Linked DNA regions of Mus musculus: region 1 is linked to region 2. A link is a contact called in public promoter capture Hi-C data. All regions are on one chromosome and are shown on one strand. The core of a region is the stretch at or near the end of the contact, and the rest is flanking DNA. Distances in the headings are between cores, read along the strand shown. Region 1 holds the start of Ccar2 (cell cycle activator and apoptosis regulator 2). Region 2 holds the start of Kctd9 (potassium channel tetramerisation domain containing 9).

Region 1 (3,281 bases), core at 350-2,849, 2.4 Mb before region 2:
TACTGTAGGTGAAGTCTGTCTGTCATGGTTGGCAGCTTCTCCTCAGGAGGTATGCAAAGCTTCTTGTCTGTTTTCTTTCTCTTCTTGTCTAACTTTCCTTTGCTTTTCTATAGGATGGAGTTTAGAAACCTCTCTGACAGGACTCCGTGCCATTCCCAACGGAAGACCTTTATACCAGCATTGGTGGTTAAGAAGCCACGAGCAAAAAATCTTTCTGTATGACCTCTTGGTGTACCTGGTGACCTTGGGAAGAAGTCCCTCACATTTTGGCTTACTGCTGCTTCTCTGCACTGCCAAGAAAAGCTATTGGTGCTTGCTCCTCTTCAAGGTGAAGGCCAAATCCATCTCTAAGCATCGAAGCAAGGAGCCCTGGATCCCCAAGAGGTTCCTGAGTGCAGTTCCAGCACTCTTCCAGGGCTCTTCCTCCTCATCAGAAATCTCTGGGCTTAGGCAATGTGAATTGACTTATTTATCAGGTGCTCATAGAGCATGTTTAGTATGGGAGTGTGTCAGCATGTTGCAGATGTAAGTTTATGCAATCTTTGTTGGACTTCCGTCTGCCCCATCTGATGGAATCATTCGTCCAAAGGGTTGGTGTTTGGGGTGTCACTGGAAGGATGGCACCGATCTTCATTCCACAATGAACAGTTACTAATGTGGACTTCTAATGTCTTCCTCATACCTGAGACGGCAGCCCTAGGACCAAGAACAACATTGCCTTGGGTACCTTTGTAGTGAGTCACGGCTCTGGAGTACAGCCCCTGAAGGCTGAATGAGGGATGGGGGGAAGGTCAAGAACATTGAGAGGAACAACACATAACTTGCAAGGTCAACTCTAAGATGCTGTGTTCTATCCTGGAGTTTAACCATAGCGAAGTCTCTTAATTTCTGAGCCACAGCTTCCTACTTGGGACCATGATACCCACCTTACCTACCTCATAAGCTTGTTAGGAGGATGAAGTAACATTAAACATTCTCAATGTGTGCTGTGACTGTTAAATGACCTGGGAAGGGTGTGATGCTGGAGGCAAACAGGAGTGGGGAGATGGGAGGCCAGAAGTTAAAGGAAGGTGTGTGTGTGTTCACTGTTAATAGTTGTGAAAATAGCCACATTTCTGGCAAGATTTTGGATAGAGCCACTTCATTAAGATCGTGTACGTTTCATATTTGAGAGTCTGGGTATAGATTTCGGATATGCTTACCCCTTGCTGATGGTGCAGTCAAGAAAAGGACAGGAATAGGGATGGGGGTGGGGTGGGGTGGTCATTGGCTTTAGTCAGAAGACTATCCCCTGGAAATGGACCCCCAGTAGGCACGCTCCTCCTCTAGCCAATGGAGGCCCTGCTTCTTTTGTTGCTGTAGTCTTGGGGGTTAGTAGAGCACAGCAGGGTGTGTAAGTGGTAGTCCCCTTCCTTGTGTTTGTGGGAGTGGGTCCAGTTCCAGTCATTTTGAGACCTGGAACCAATGGTTCGAGCTTACTTTTCTGATGGGACACTTGAGAGAGGACACCACCGAGCTCGGCTTCCGAAGGCATTATCGGATCTGGGAAGGCGCACTTCCGTTCCACAGTTGGAGCGGGATGGCAGGCTGGTGTGGGGGAAGGGAGAGGTCGATGGAGAAGAGGGAGGTACCATATCCGGGAGAGTGGCAGCTTCCGACCAGTGGTCTCTCTTCCGGAGAGGCGTTTCCGGTGGTGGTGGCAGCGGCGGCTGCGGTGGTTCCGGGTGTCTTTGTCCCCCTGGTGTCGTGGCCCTGGCCCGCAGGTGGGTTGGGGGCCTCCTGCTGCGCCCCCGCCTCTCCGTCTCTCTCGGGTGGCGAGGCTGCGGGGTCCGAACGGCGAAGATGCGCCAGTCGCGGAAAGAGCCGAGCCCCTCTGGACTGCAAGCTCCGTCGCCCTGGCAACGGCCTCGGCCCTGGGGGCGGGCGGGAGGAGGAGAAACCTCGCGCCGTGAACCTCCCACGGTGGCTTCTCGGTGGCCCGGCCCGGAAAGCTCTGCGCAGGCGGCTGCGGAGGCCGGAGCCTAGGGTCGGGACCTAGGAGGAGGGAGCGGCGTGCAGGCCGCTTGGCGAGGGCCGGCTGGACAGCTCCCTTCCCACCAGCGGGTCCTAAAGACGCCTGGCGGGCTTCCGGGGAGAGGGCCCGCATCACCAACCCGCTACTCGCACCTTTTATTTTTATTTTTTGCCCCGGCCCTGCGTGGAGTGTTCTGGCGGATGTTTTTGAATGAATGAATGTCACCGGAGCTCTTCCAGCCCCTCACTCCTCCAGCTTCTCTAAGGGGTGCCAGTGACATAGTGAAAGGAGTGCTAAGTTGTTGGGAGACCTGGGTGTGAGTCCCACTCTGTCACTACCTGGTTTTGTGGCCTTGGGCAAGTCTCCGGATCTCAAAGCTCCAGTTTCCTTGTCTGTAAACCAGCATGTCACTAGCACCCACCACTAGGTTATTGTGAGAACAAACTGGAGTAACGTTACTACCAATTTCATCTCCTCTACATCCTCTCCATTCTTCCATTTTAGGACCCACCTCTTCACCTTAAAAGCTTTACTTAAGATTTTCTATCCCCCCTCCCCCTCCCCAATAGATGGAAGTTTTCCATTGGAGCTGCTAACTTCTTTCTGTTTTGATTGAAGGTTTCCCCCCAAGACCTTGAAAGGACAGTATTCCAAATGTCCCAGTTTAAGCGGCAGAGGATCAACCCACTTCCAGGGGGACGCAACTTCTCAGGTGCTTAACTCCTTACTGGTTACACTCAGAACATGCTCGAGACTCAGTTTCAAAAACTATGGCTCTTGGGTGTTTTTCTGAATGTCTGAGTAGCTGATTGGAGCCACCTAGACCTCTGGGTTTATAAGATCCTCTGGCTATCTTCTAGTGCTTCGGGTAGTAGGTGCAATTCCTGGAGATTGCTTCTCTGTCCCCATAGGCGCAGCTTCAACATCTCTTTTGGGCCCTCCCCCTGGTCTACTTACTCCTCCTGTGGCCACAGACCTGTCCCAAAATGCCAGGCACCTTCAGGTATGTTGGGTGCTCTTTCTAGCGAGTTTCCCTTTGGGGCGACCCTAGTATGTTTGGATGCCTGCTGTGTGTTGTTTCTTGTGTTACAATGGTTTTTTGTTTGGTTGGTTGGTTTGGTTTTGTCCTGGTAGTAGGCCAGTGTTGGGGAACGCAGACAACTCTTAGGTTGGGGAATCTTGAATACCTGGCTCCAGAGAGGTCTTGGTGCGGTTTGGATGAAGTCAAGTATTAGCGTCTGTCCTCTTCACAGATAGGCTGTGTGCC
Region 2 (3,205 bases), core at 434-2,933:
GCTTAGGACATGGTGGGACATAGTTTTTTTAAAAATATTAAATGTTAATATTCTTCGGCTCAGTCCTATGATCATTGTAATGCATATGTGCCCATACTCATTTGAGAAGTACTTTCCCCAATCTTCGGAGATTCTCAACATTTTTTTACTAAGTAAATAAAATTAACCTGGAAACTCACAGACAAAACCAAAGTTTTTAAAAATTTAAATAATATACCCAGAGCAAGCCACTCAGTTTTACAGTGACAATAGCATACAGTGAACTCAGAAGAGATTTAGAGCAGAGCTGAGCACTTATGAGGAACTCTGATCACTTCGACTTCAGGGAGTCACACAAGAGTCGACACTGGTGAAAAGTGCTTATCAATACGACTGTTAACACTGGGCACACTAAATCTCTCAATAAAAACCGACACAGTCTACTAGCCAACTACAGCGTGGCCCAGGAACAGCTGATGATCAGAAGTGACAGCCTTTTTAGCCTGTATTTCTGAAGCACTGGCTGAGCTTATGTGGCTACTATTTTTGTGTGAATATCCAATCTTTAAGAAAATAAAATCGCAGAGCACAAACCCCACTGTGGATCAGATTTCCAGAATCTGTTTATTCAAAACTGCAGAGTGGTTGAAGGACATCGCTCCCCTACCCCTCATCACCCCCTTCCCCCGCACCACTTTAATGCCCTTGAATAGTTAGTTCTGCTATGTATACGCGGGGCAATCAGAGTATTCTGGTCAATTACAGAGTGGAGCCAATGTACCTTGAACTGAAACTTTAAAAGGGTTCATTACTTTTGAGACTTTAATCAGGCTTAGGTATGTGTGGGGCAGTCATTTAACCACACATTACTAGTCCGCCAGAAACAGCCAACATTTTCCAAAGAATAACTTTCAAGGGTGGGGCAAGAGGCAGCTGCAACATCGGAAAAATATTTAGCACCACGCCCTCCACAGAGGCCTAAATGCAGCTAAGGCTACTGTCAAATCAAGTCATTCCGAAGGTCTGCTGTCACTGTCCTCTAAGGAATCAAAAACAAGGCGGCACAGTAAAACATGTATAAAAGTTTGCACGGTGGCGGGGCAAGGGGCCCGGGGCACCTTGAGAGAGAAGGAAAGTGGTTCAGACCAGGTCCACATTCTGAGGATGTCACTCGACTGTCCCCTGGAGTTTTCTTCTCCCGACCTGGCCAGGGTCACCCGCCTCCATGATCACTGCCTCCTCCCCGGGCAGAGCATTACTCAGCACCGATAAGGACAGGAAGGCGCAGCGGGAAGGTGGGAGGGGACCTCGGCCAGCTGCTCAGGTGACAGTGGCGCCTCGGAGCCCCGCCGGCAGAGCAGCCCCGGGCTGTCGGAGGCTGCGGGGGTCCCCGGGTCGCGCCCCCGCTACCGCTTACCTTGCCGTTGCTCGGGCTGCCGTTCAAGAACAGCGTGACCCGCCGCATCGCGCCGCCCGCGCCGGGTCCTGAGGGAGCCGCCACCCTCGCTCCCGGCCCGCCACCCGCCGCGCTCCGCGCCCGCGAGACCCCTCCCGCCTCCCACCCGGACTCTCCGCCCTTCGCCACCTTCCTGGTCGGCCCCACACTCCTCACGCACGCACCCTCAGTCCCACACCCCGGGGTTGGCCGATCCTCCTTCCCACCCCGCCCCTAGGCTCCTCAGCCTGCTAGCGGCCCTTCCCCCCAACCGCGCCCAGACCGACGCTGAGCTGCGCCAATCAACACGCTGTACCGGCCAGTATTTAGCCAATCAGAGTCCGGCTGGGGGGTGGGCTCAGAGTAACACTAGACGGCGGTGGAAGGAAAGAGAGGCTGAGGGCTGGTTGACGGAATGGAGTATCAGCGAATCAGAGAAGAACCTACTGGGCAAAGGGCCGCTCTAAGCGTTACTGAGCAGGCGCACGTTGGAGTGTAGGAGTGCTCATTTGCATAAAGAGACTGGGTCTAAGGAAGAGGCGGGACGCCGAAGTCCCATAGACCAATCAGCTCCTCGCTAGGCTTTTGCCCCTTCTACTGTACCCACCCACCGAGGTAACGGTTGGTATCGGGATTGGCTAATAGGGTAAACTAGCCATCCGGCGGTTCTGTCTCGATTGGTCTAGTGATTCATTTTCGAAGTTTCCAGCAGCCAATCCAAGGTTTGGGGTGGCATTTGAAGTGTTGCTCCGCGGAACTCACTGGTAGACCCCAGGACACCTTTTTGCTGCAGCTCTGTCTCGCCAGGGTCATTTAGGGCTGGCCGTGTTTTTTCCGGGATCCACGGAGGTCTCCCTGCGCCGTTCGAAAGCACGAGGGTGAGGCCCGGAGGGAGCGGTACCCACGTCACACGTGGTCCACGGCTCGTGGGTATCCCTCCGCGGGGGCGTGGCCGCGGTTTGAATTTGCTGGCGGGCAAGTGAAGCTTGACCGCTTCGGCCGGACGTGGTGTGTCTGGTGTGCAGCGGCCGGCAGGAGGCCAGCCCGGCTCCCTTCCCCGGCCTCTGGTGCTCTCTGAAACGGAGCCTCCGCGACGCTTGTCGTAGTCGTCCGAGGGAACGCGCAGGGTCCTGGGCGGGAGAGGTAGGCCTGCTATCCGGCCGGGGTTCAGGGATGCAAAGCCCTGATAAATCAGTTCGGTCCGCTTTGTTTAGTCAATAGTACCTCCCGCCGTTTCTTTAATCAGAACGCCCCAGCCTGTGGTCCCCTGGTATTGATTGCCTTAGAGTTCTGTCACATTGTTTTTGGCTTATAGTGAGGTTATTTTTCACATTTTTTTCTCTAACTTCCTCATCTTTTAGATGGATGCGAGTTCACACGACAAGCCTCTCTCTGAATCCAAGGAGTGTGTCCTTAATAATTCTGGTATGTGGTGACCTGTTGCCCTCGTTAGATGGAAGATTTGAGTGTTTTGATGTATTAACACCCCCAATGTGCTGTCCGTTTTCAGAAAATGACGTTTTTAGATTGGGAACTGAACCGTTTGTGACTCCTCAGAAGCATGTAGCAGATGCGACTCCTAATCTTTGCACCCCTGATACCTTTAAGTCACCTTTGGACTTCACCACAGTAACCGTAGAGCAGTTGGGAATTACACCTGAAAGCTTTGTTAAGACCTCTTCCGGTAAGAGAAGTTCTTGGATTGCATAGTTTTTTTTTTCAAATTTAACAGTAACTGTAGTAGGCCCCAATTATACATGTCTGTACTGCCTGACACTCCTTCTGTGTGTA

What was found. Promoter capture Hi-C pulls out the DNA fragments that hold promoters and counts their contacts.
Region 1: a contact with region 2 is called in a promoter capture Hi-C map of liver, with 4 times the contacts expected there. The contact joins the promoter of Ccar2 here to the promoter of Kctd9 in region 2. A contact is called at or near these places in 4 of 39 promoter capture datasets (cranial neural crest, liver, pre-B cells and 1 more).

The regions. Positions count from the first base shown.
Region 1 is chr14:70,152,109-70,155,389 of GRCm38.p6, reverse strand. It overlaps Ccar2 (cell cycle activator and apoptosis regulator 2), which reads left to right and starts at 1,599. Exons shown (of 21, transcript NM_146055.3): 1 at 1,599-1,763; 2 at 2,633-2,726; 3 at 2,926-3,017. The coding sequence starts at 2,669. It overlaps 9930012K11Rik (RIKEN cDNA 9930012K11 gene), which reads left to right. Exons shown (of 7, transcript NM_001112735.1): 7 at 114-985. The coding sequence ends at 222.
Region 2 is chr14:67,714,576-67,717,780 of GRCm38.p6, reverse strand. It overlaps Kctd9 (potassium channel tetramerisation domain containing 9), which reads right to left and starts at 1,683. Exons shown (of 12, transcript NM_001111028.1): 1 at 1,397-1,683. The coding sequence starts at 1,444. It overlaps Cdca2 (cell division cycle associated 2), which reads left to right and starts at 2,171. Exons shown (of 15, transcript NM_001110162.1): 1 at 2,171-2,557; 2 at 2,776-2,839; 3 at 2,925-3,098. The coding sequence starts at 2,776.